Regions from separate parts of the Rattus norvegicus genome. Here region 1 is linked to region 2. A link is a contact called in public Hi-C data. All regions are on one chromosome and are shown on one strand. The core of a region is the stretch at or near the end of the contact, and the rest is flanking DNA. Distances in the headings are between cores, read along the strand shown. Region 1 has its middle 76 kb from the start of Slc44a1. Region 2 holds the start of Abca1 (ATP binding cassette subfamily A member 1).

Region 1 (5,614 bases), core at 607-3,106, 190 kb after region 2:
AACCAACAAAACAGAAGAGAATGCCTAAAAGAGACCTCGAGATCTAATAATGCTGTGTACTGTGTGCGTATAATAGATGATTAGTCTCGCAGAAAATAAGCTATGAGAATTTGAAAACGAGAGATAAAAATATTGAAAGCAACCAGAGAGACGTTGAGTGACTTGCCAAGTTTGAATCATGGAGCTGGCATTTGAATGCAGATATCCTGATTCTAAAGTCTCTTGTCTCTATATAACATTATGTTTTGAAAACACACCAAGTGCATACCAGAAAGAACAACATGCTACCGCCTTTGTAGAGAAAGAAAAAAGTGTCTTTGCTCGCATATCCATGTAGAACTTCTAGAAATTACATAAGAAAATAGACAATCAATTTTGGAGAACATGAGATAGGTAAAATAGCAATGGGGGTAATGGGGTTTTTGTGAAATATAATACACATATATATTTGGGGGATGGTTTTGTGTACTGTGTACTCAGATGCCCAGATATCTGATTGCATTCCAGATGTTGACATAGTCAACATCTCCAGTCCCAATGTCATGTAAAATGTGTTTTGCATCACCTCTGATTGGTTAATAAAGTGCTGATCAGCTAAGTACTGGGCGGAAGGGAATAGAACAGGACTTCCAATTCCAGTAAGGGGGTTCCAAGAGAGAAGGACTACAAGGAAGAGAAGGTATGGAGAGACCATACGGATGGACCAAGAGGATTTGCCATGAGGTCTCAATGAGAGAGCAACCATGAAGGCACATGGACCAGAGCAAGCCAGGCCAAGACCTGGTGGCAAGGAATGAAAGGGGCATGTGGCTGGGAATGGGCAGGCAGCCTAGTGGGATTAGAATAGCTCAGAACCTGCCCAGCTTAGGGCTTGCAGCTTGTTAGTAAAAATACCAGGTCTCTGTATCATTTATTTGGAAGTTGAAATGGGCTAGAATGGGTATGGAAATAGCCTGTCAAATAATGCCATAAAACATTAGTTTTACAACAACTAATTTGTTTTAGACCCCAAAATGAAATAAATGCAAGTACAGAAAGCGAATGCCCTTTCTAGGCAAGTGTTCCCTCGCTACCCCGAACAGACCTATCCTCTTTGAAGTATCCATATTAGCCGAACCTACATTTTTGTTTTGCTCACACATTGAATGAACAGTGTTCATTTATCTTCCACTCCGCAGTTCACCTAGGCACCAGCTAATCTGTGAGCTCTTCAAAGGCAAGGCTCTGTTTCTTTCATTCTTGTCCACCCAGCACATCACGCAGAGCCTGGCATGTGGCAAGAGTCCAATGCATGGAAAACAGCAGTTGGGGGAAGTAAGGTCACCCAACCAAGTGTATGGTCTCAGCACTCTGGAAAGAGGAATTGACTGGAACTCCCATATAACCCTGGGAGTATAAAGAGGAAGTGAGGAGGAAGAAAATAACAGTAAGAGTTGCAAAAAAGATGCACCTGATCCAGTAAGGGCAAAGGGGTGAAAAGCCTCTGTGGGCCAGTGTTGACCAGGAGAAAATGTGAAAGGCAGGCTGAAGAAATAGCAAAAGTTGAACACAAAGCTAAGATCTTTAAAGACAGGGCTCAGCACTGCAGATTCAGGTCTAGAACCCAGTGAGGAGAGTAGAGGGCGTCGGAAAGACCTGCACTGGAAGAGACCCTGGCTTGCTATGAGCCATTCCCATGTTAGATATGTTGCTTTCTGCTCTGCAGTACTCTTTGTATTCACTCATACATAGGCTGTAGACAGATCCACATCAGTTCAGGTTATATTTTCCCCAGCAAAATTAATTCCAGATTCTCTGAGCAGTGAGCCTGACCCAGTAGCCAGACCATTCCCTCCCTCAGCAAGGCTGGGACTCTCTGTGAGTGGCTTTGCATGCCCTTATTGTGATTCATGAGATTATATTCCCTTGTTTAGTTGTGTTGATCACCAAAGCCACACAATAGACTTTACTCTAAAGGTTAACACTCATCTAGGTAAATACGAAGCAAAACAAGTCAGGGCTTGCCTCAGACTATCTTACAGGAAAGAAGCTTTGGCATGAGTTAGTGAATCAGATGGGCTCTGTACTGTTGATTTTTTAAAGCGAGGTGGAACCACACAGAGCCAGTTTATCACCTTCTCTGCATTTTTTTGCACATGCTTAAAATATGCTATAATAAAATGTTAATAAAAACAGCATGTTCTGTTTTAAGTGCTGACCTAGAATTTTAGGTAGCCAAGGATCAGATCTTAATGGGCTTGCATTTATCTATGAATAGGTCTTTTAGCATTTTCCCATCATCAACTTGATAAGATGAATTATTCTGGGGCATCATAACCTCTTTTAAATTGGTCTCTCTGAATAATAGGATTACCATCTATCTTTCCTTTCGTATTCCTTTCTGAATTTTCAGAATTTTTCACATGAGTGACTATATTCTTTATCATTAGGAAAATCAACAAATTTATTATCAGTAAATAAGAATTATTAACAAATATTTGTTATCCATGTGGACTCGTGGATTTTCAACTATAAAATGGATTTATCTCATGTTTATTGTTAAAAAATTATTTGAAATTTCACAGATGGTGGGAAGGTATTTATTTCTGTTCCCTAATGAATAACAAAATAAAGGGTAAAACTTGGAAGTTTGAAAGGTCTGAGGAATAGTCATCCAGAATGGAATGTACTTTGAGTTAAAGAGGCTTCTTCCTAAGAGGTGACCCAGCTGAATAAAAAATGTTAAAAACCTGGATAGATGCAAGGACTGCGAGGACGTGTTTGCAGAGCGAAATGTTTATATCATTACCTCAGCCCTGAATGTCACTAGCAAATACTGCAAAGTAATGAAGGAGGCCATTAAAGTAGGAATGGAGAAACATCCTCCAGTGTTTCAGGAGACACTGGCATCTTAATTATATTCTGCCACCTAGTGACTAAGGAGGATTAACATACTTGCTTAGCCAGGCTCCAAGTGTATGCAGAGCAGTCCTGCATCCTTGGTTTCAAGAATCCTGGCCTGACCCATGGGGGGTGAGAGTGATTCTATTAGCACTGGTGTGTCCACTGTGGTTGGCCCACTACTCCTGTTACAACTGTAATGGAACCTACATACATGATCCACGCCACGAAGCTCTCTATTGCTCCCAGACCAAGAAGCTGGAAGTTCTCTCCTCTCCATCACAGCACAGCTCCTCAAGCTCTTTGTTGACAGCTGTCAGGTACAACAAACCGAGCCATTGGATGCTTTTAATTCCAAAGTTCCATCATCAGGAGAAGGTAAATGTAGTGACCGCTTCCAGTAAGATGGACCAAAGGTTATTCTCAAGTCTTTGGAACCTCACAAGTCTGGACATAAGAACTGGCGTGAATCTTCCCCCCCCCCATACCATATTAAAAATAAAGCAATGGATGCTTTGAAGTCACGTCCTCTGGCATACCACAATTTCTCTTTCATTGAATGCTGACCCCTTTGATGACGAGGTCCATAATGCACTGCAATGCTATTTTCTAGGCTTGACCTTAGTGTTTTTAGGCAAGAACCACAGAATTGTGGGATTCTTCCAAAGCTCTGCAGTTGTTCCTCTGTCATTCGTTGGTCAGCCTCCTTGGTGCATTTGCTAATGGACAGACATTGTGTTACAGCTGCGGTATTTACTAAGGCTCTCCATTCTGTGCAGGAACTGAGGACAGGATCTCAGAACACAAATCTGAAGGACCAGCATCATTAAGAGGACTGTGATGCTGACCCTGAATACCAATAACAGCTTTCAGTAGCTTTCTGAACATAAGAGGAAGGCGCATGGCACCAGAATAAAGCTTTGGTTGAGAAAGTGTCTGGGACAGACTGAGCTGTTGTTCCAAATATGCAAACTATCACCCTGCTTTGGAAATAAAGTTTTATTGGAAGACAGATATATGTTCCTTCCTTTAAAATTGAGATGTGCCCCATTTATATGGTGGTTCTCACAGAGACCAGGTGGTCTACCAAGTTTAAACTATTAATTCTCCTTCCCTGTGCAGTAAGCCTGTCAACCCACAGTCTGGATGAATTACTGAGGGGAGAATCTTCTTTCTGGCTTCCAAAATCATCTCTTTTTCCAGTTCCAGTTGGCTTCTGAAAAGAATTAGGGGTTTTACTTGACATAGATGTAAGAAATCATTTTCTGAGTCAGCTGGTAACTGGTACCCTAAAACAGAGAGATAAAAGGAAAGATCATGAGGGCAGGACAGGGCTGGGAGCAGGCTGGCCATGTTTATGCCTGCCATCTTCTTTGGTATAATTCAAAATCAGCCTCAACACTAAGGGCATTTGAGGCTAGATTATTTTTGCTATGAAGATGGGGGATCTGTCCTCCAGATAACAGGGATATTAAGTGGTACGCCTGGCTCCACTAGATGTCAGCAGCAACCCCAAAATCGTGACAAAATATATCCCTAATGATTACCAAATATCCTCTAAGGAGGCAAAATGCCCTTTGTTAAGAATGCAGAAGTTTGCCTTTAATACCAGCACTCAGCAGACAGAAGCAAGTGAATCTTTCTGAGTTCACGACCAGTCTCTAGTCAGCATTGTGAGTTCCAGGGTAGCTGGGGCTCCGCACTAAGACCCTATCTCAATAAGGAAGTAGGCATGCTATATGTATGTATAAAAATGTCACCGTGAAACCTTTTGTTTTATACAATAAATACTAACAAACATAAAAAAAAGACCCTATCTCAAAGCAACAAGAAGGAAACCCCATTGTGCTTAAGTACTTCCCCAATGGCCAATTTCAAGCTACCAGCTCAACAACACAGAACGTGGCTACATGTAGGGAAAAGGTTATTGCTTAAGCCAAGAAGAGCCATCTCCAGCATACTGCTGTGTGAGAGCATTCTCGCATGGTGGTAATGATAGTGTCCCATTTTATAGACTGAAATGTTCCTCGCCAGGTTCTATGCAACTCTATAAACTATGGTTGGTAGGAAACATCCAAAGCACAAGTTAACAGTAATGTTTATGGTTATTGAAAACATTCAAGGGCTGGGAGATGAATTAGTGGGTAAAATGTTTGCTAGACAAGTGTGAGGACCTCTGTTCAGAATCCCAGTATTTATGTTAAGGTAGGCACAATGGCACACATCCTAATCCCAGGACTCATACAGCAACATGAGAGGTGGAGACAGGAGAACCTCGGCAAGCCGCAGGGCCAGCTAGCCTTGTGTGTACATCAGGAAGCAAGAGACTGTCTCAAGCCAGGTAGACAATGAGAACTAACAAGCAGGGTAGTCCTCTGACCTCCATATGTATCCTGTAGCCCACATGTGCCTGCACCCTCCCCCACACACACTCATATTCAATAGCATATTGGTGAAACGTGCTTTTTAGTAGATTTGATGAGATGAATTGGTCCCCCAAAACATTTGTAGCAGTTATATGGATTTGGGTTCCATTTAATGTGATGGTTGTGCTCTGTAGTTTATTTAAATCAGTTGAATTTGGGGTATGTCTGTCACAGACATCATGACATTAGCCTCAGAATAATTTGCATTAAGAGCAGTGACCATGGTTAATTACTCAGAACCAATTACCAAGGCCATTCTCAGGCCACGACATTAAAGACATTCTTCAGCACCCAGGAGGACACTTACC
Region 2 (5,731 bases), core at 269-2,768:
CAAAAACAAACAAAAAAACAAAAACAAAAACTGTTTAGTATTTCTCTCCTTTCCAGAGGTAAGTGCAGGAAAAAAAAAACAAAAAACAAAAAAACAAACAAACAAAAAAAAACAAAAACAGGCACCTACCCACCAGCCTGTCATCAGTAAACACCCCCAAGAACCATGCCTCGTTTATCAATGGCCTGGGAGTCAGGAAACGAAAAAAAAAAAAAAAGAATTAGAAGAAGGGAAAACAACAACATTGGCTGGCTTTCCCGGCCCTCAGGGTTCCTCCCAGTTTGGAAACACCAGTTTTGACTAGATTCACAGTGAAGGGAAGGACTAGACTCTCACTCTACACCGGGCCATACCTTGGCTCCCCTGCCAGGAGGCGCTGCGGGCCAGTCTCCAGGGGCCACCCGCAGGCCGCCCAGCCCCCACCCCCTGGCGGCGGAGCCCAGCCCTGCACCCGAGCTGCGAGTTCTGTGCTGCCCGCTGGGGTTACTTGCGGTCATTCGGCTGCAAAACCTAGCCCCAGCTTCTCAATCGGTGCTCGGCCCGAAGGGACCACTAGCAGAAAGCAGGAAGATGGGCCAAGGGGTGAGGATGAATTGGGCACCCCAGCTTCGGCTTCCTGCAAACTCTCTTCTAAGTTTTCTGTCTTTAGAAGTAACAAAAGTGGTCCCCCACTTTGCGCCAGGGGATGCAGCGCTCCAGAGTGCAGGAAGCCTGTGGGCAGGACCCCCGAGTCGAACAAAGCCCGAGAACTCAAGCACGCAATAACACAAAAGATCCCGTTTAGGACACTTCTTACTAGAGTTCTTTGGAAACAAGGACATGCCGCCCCAGTCCTGGGAAGAGGACCTCCAAGCTAGAGGCCAACACGATCCAGCTAAATAATGGAGTGGGGACTCAGATGTGACACTTCCACAAGTGCTACGACGGCCTACCCGGTGCTAGACAAAGGGGGACTCTTTGTAAAGGATCCTCTCATCTCCCTACCCCAGTGGCTGTTCCCCTCGGACGCCCGGGAATCTTGGCTCTCACTGTGCCCAAGAGGCGAGTCTCAGACACCAGAGATGCTTTCCCTGGTCTCCGATTCGGGGAGACCCGAGTGCTGTCGTTCTGCGTCCCGTGGTCACCACGATCTGTCCCAGAGCATTCTTTCCCCATTTATGCCTCCCCTGTCCTATTTGCATCCCCAGAAGTAGGGGATATGGGAGTTCGAGTCCCAACAAAGTCCCCAAAATGGAGAGCTCCCCAAAGCTTCCTTGGCCCCGAACCAAAATGCCCAAGTCACTGAAGAACCTCTTACCTGTTTTCCACTTTGCTGTTTGCGTCTGTTTACCCAACCCCTACACAAACCCTTCCAGAAACCGGGAGAAAAAAGTAGGGGGTGGGGACAGGGAGCAGAGCAGCTCCCCAAGCCGGCTGTGGTTGCGCGGGTCCCGCGGCGCCCCCTGCCCAGCTTTGCGCTGAGCCGCAGAGACAGAAGTGGGCTCTGCCGGTCCCGGCCCGCTCGCTCGCTCTCGGAATTACTGGTTTTTGCCGCGACTAGTTCCTTTTATAGATTCGGCTGTGCCGAGCGCCGGGGTTACTACCGGTCAAACGCTGTTCTCTCCCTTTTTCCCCGCCTCCTTCCCGGCCTCTGTTTATGTAGTTCAGTCACTCAGCAGAAAGCACGTGGAGCTATGGCCCGCCCCTTAAACCGGCGACAGTGCGCCGCGGCTGACACTGGGGGAGGATGGTGCAAGCTTCGTGGGGTCCGCTTTCGTAGCCCCGGCCCTGACCTGCTAGCTTCGGGTAACGGGAAACTCCGGACTTGAGCTGAGCCAGGGACTCCGCATTCCCGGCAGAAGTGGGAAAGGGAAAAACGCTTCCTCTAAACTCTTCTTTCTGCAATTGTTTGGGGGTTTGTGGGTGTTGAATTTTGAGTTTGTGTGTTTTGTTTTGTTTTGTTTTGTGTGTGTTTTTTTCTCCCTACCTTCCTCTTTCTCTCCCTCCCCCCCCCCGCCCCCGTACTCCCTCTCTCCCTCTCTCCTTTTGTTAGTTTACTCAGCCCCCAGCTTGGGAAGGAAAGCAGACCCACCCCCGCCCGGCCCCACAGATGCCAATCATTTTCTGTCTCTTCCTTCTCTTCTTTAAAACGTCCTAGATTGGTGCAAGGGGTGTGGAATGGACAAAGTGAATATCAGCTTGTTTTGGTTTCTGCCTCAAACCTTTACTTCGGTTTTCAAAAGAAGATCCGCTACCTTCCAGAGTTCTAGACTGACACACACACACACACACACACACACACACACACACACACACACACACACACACACTCCACTGGTAATAGGTACCTGTAAAGCCACAGGGGGCAGCTGTGGTCACAAGAGTGGGTTTTGATGATGTCAAACGACCACAGTTAGATGAAGTTTTTCTGCCTTTATTTTATTTGTTTTAATTGAGACAGTCTCATGTAGCCTGCTCATAAACTCAATAACCTTGAATTCCTGATCCTCTTGCCTCCCAAGGCCTAAAATTACGGGAACAGAGCACCACGCCCAAATCTGTACAGTTGCGGAGAGATGGAGCCCAGCCTTGCACAGTAGGCAAGCATTCTGCCAGCTGAGCTATATCCTTAGCCCTTGCTTCCTGTCTTTCTAGAGAGAGCGTTCTCTCTGTCTCTGAGTTTTCTGAAAATGAATTTTGTTGGAACTTTTGAAGTCATCGGAAGAGGAGTACCATAAAGAGTCAGAATCCTACTGACTGAACATCAGTGCCAATTTTTAGTGACATCCATACCCTGTAAACTATTTCCTGTGCCAGACTTTTTAAAAGTCCAGTACTAGCAAAGAATTTAAAATAATGTCCGTGGCCATCTGTGTACAACGGAAAATGCCTAAGGGAAAAGGACCACTCTCCACATGATTCTAGGAGATTAAGCTTTTCTGCAGTTTTCCTCTTCTCCATATCTCACAGCAATTAAAACACACGCACACACACACACACACACACACACACACACACACTCTTTGTAGTTTGAAGGGTATGGTTCCCGAGAGTACTCCTATTAAATTCTGTTCCCAGCATCCACTTGAAGGCTTCAACCATCTGTAAATCCAGTTACAGGAGATCTGACACCATCTTCCGGCATCAGGCATGTATGTGCTGCACACACATGCATACAGGCAAAACACTCGTGTACATAAATAAATTTTTTTTATCTTAAAAACAAAAGCTTACTTCTTGGGTTTCTCTAACAGGGAGTAGGTGGCATCGTGGAGTAGGCTACACAAATCAGGTAATTAGGAGGCAGAGAAAGAAGAAAGACTAGGAAGAAAGAAACCCCAGGCAGAGCATCCTGGGAACCTCGCTAAATGAAAGCAAAGACCTTAAAACCCAACTCGATCTGTTTAACTAATAACCCCTGTAGGGTATGGAATCCGCCCTACAATAAAACTCTCCCTAGGGGCGATAAAAGCAGAAACAGACTTCGGTGGTGGAAGTATGGATATGCATTTAGTACATCTCTACCCTCCAATCCTTAAACCGCTACAGAGGTCAAAGGCTTCATCCGGGTTATGCCCAGCATTAGCGTGTTGACACCCAGTGACATGTCCTGCCAGAGGGCAGCATCTTATGGCACAACTGCTGGATCCCAACAATTAGAACGTAGAGGAGATCACACTTAAGAAAGAAAGCAGTTTCAAAGCGGGATGCTCTCCATCCTTTGAGTGCCCCTGGTTAGTGTGTTCCTGAGCGGGCTGCGAAGAGTTTTCCCCACCACATCTTCTGGATTATAGCACCTTCACCAAAGGCCCCAACCTTGTCCTCGGAAGCCCTTTCTACCTGAGTAGGAAGGCCGCTCTTCCTTACTGTTGCTCTGAAGTGGTGGCTTCCATAAATGTGCGCTGGGTGACTCGAGGTTCTATTCTGAGATGACCCTGGGATGCTCTAATTGCGGACTTGACCTTCAGGCAGCTGTGGCTGTACTGACCTTGCTAGAGAGGTCGTACAGATACAAGAAGCTCAATTTTATCATGCCACAAAGCCTTTTAAATCAAGACTCCCTGAAAGGCAGAGCTTGTAGGATAGTTTTAATTCAGATCTGGCAGCCAGTCTACAGTCTACAAATGCCTTATTTAAAATAGAGAAGAATTTTTAAAAAAATTTTCTCTAAAAATGTGCTTCTTGCCTGAGATACCTACTATTTGGCTCCTAGTAGCTGAAAAAAAAAGACACTGCAGGAAGTCAATGAAATTTTTTGAAAAACATCAACAAAATGATTTTCCAAAATGAATTTGTAGTGATTAAGTAAGCCTACTGGGGGCTGGAGAGATGGGCTCAGCTGTTAAAGGCTAGGCTCACAACCCAAAATATAAGAAAACCTACTGGTCAGAACATTAGAGAATAAAATATGACTCAAAAAGAAGACTAGAGAGATATCTCTATCAGTAAAGGAGTTATCATGTAAGCATGAGAGACTGTGTTCACATCCCCAGAACCCATGTAAAAGCCAGATGTGGTATACCAGTAATCCCAGCATTGGAGAAGAGGAGACAGGAGATGGATAGAGGCCCTGGCTAGCCAGTCGAGCAGAATCAACGAGAGACTGTGACTCAATAAATAAGTAAATAAATAAAGCGAGGAGAAATTGAAGACATCTGATGTTGATATCTAACTTCAAAATGTACACACACATATGCACATACATGCACATGTGTGTGAGCACACACACACAGGCACACACCTCCCTCCCCCAATTGGTAAATCCTCTTTAATAAAGAGAGATGAAGAGACCTACAGTTCAAAATTGAATCAGCTTAATTCCAATATATCTTTAGACACAGGGTGGAAAAAAATCTTCAAGCCATCAGTGATCAAATGAGAAAATCCAAGTTGCCACCCTTATAGGTGGAACAGGCTCTAAACCACGTAGACTCTGAATGCAGTGTGATTTCTTCTGAGTAGACCAATGTGGTCCCTTCTGTATTAATGTAAATTCTATTAACACCCAAGCAAGATACAACACTGCTTCTATTCTGGCCTTGAGATACATATATTTTCGGGTTTGTTATGGTCAACCAGTTGTTCCAATTTGTAAATAGATATATTCCCTGAGCATCGGGCAAGAAGTGAGTTATATTTTTTTTCTTAAAAGCTGCAATTCCAGTCTGCCTTCCTCCAAATTACCCTTTCTTTAACTTTACAGGAAAGTTTTAATTGTCCCCCTTGTCCCTCATTAAATTCCCCATGGTACCCAGACTGTTCTGTCCAACTTAGTGACACAGAGGTCTGAGAATCTTTTTTATTATTATAAAAATATTGTTGCAGAAAATACCTCACACACAGGCAGATAGCTTAAAACTGGTAACGTTGAAGACCTCTTTTAGGTCCTTAGGCTACTTGATTTCTGATATTTGAAACTGAACCACACCTGCCTTCCTGAAACTAGTTCTAAGTTTCATGAATCTGGTTCTCTTGTGGCTATTCTGCCCCCTTTTTTAAAATTTAATTTGTGTTTTACTTATTCACTTTACATCCCACTCACTGCCCCTTCCTGGTCATCCCCCCTCTGACAATCCCTCTCTCATCCTCCCTCCCCTTCTCTGAGTGGGTAGGGTACCTCTGGCACTTCAAGTCTCTAAGGCTAGATGCTCCCTCTCCCACTTAGTTACACTAACTCCTCTCTCTCTCTCTCTCTCTCTCTCTCTCTCTCTCTCTCTCTCTCTCTCTCTCCAGCAACTCAGCAATTAGTATC

The links. A called contact is a pair of places that touch in the nucleus more often than the background predicts.
Region 1: a Hi-C map of the A7r5 cell line shows a contact between it and region 2, with 4 times the contacts expected there. The contact joins the enhancer-like site here to the promoter of Abca1 in region 2. A contact is called at or near these places in 7 of 12 Hi-C or Micro-C datasets (the A7r5 cell line, the Rat2 cell line, Schwann cells and 3 more) and 1 of 1 datasets of contacts at active chromatin or transcription factors (oligodendrocytes).

The regions. Positions count from the first base shown.
Region 1 is chr5:72,780,680-72,786,293 of GRCr8, forward strand. No RefSeq gene overlaps it. Among named protein-coding and RNA genes, the nearest start is that of Slc44a1, 76 kb to the right of the region's middle. Within about 2 kb of position 1,857, at least 4 of the 93 cell types and tissues checked have an H3K27ac peak or open chromatin away from gene starts, as enhancers often do. A contact at or near this core is called in the A7r5 cell line, where this site is marked.
Region 2 is chr5:72,594,955-72,600,685 of GRCr8, forward strand. It overlaps Abca1 (ATP binding cassette subfamily A member 1), which reads right to left and starts at 1,519. Exons shown (of 50, transcript NM_178095.3): 1 at 1,298-1,519.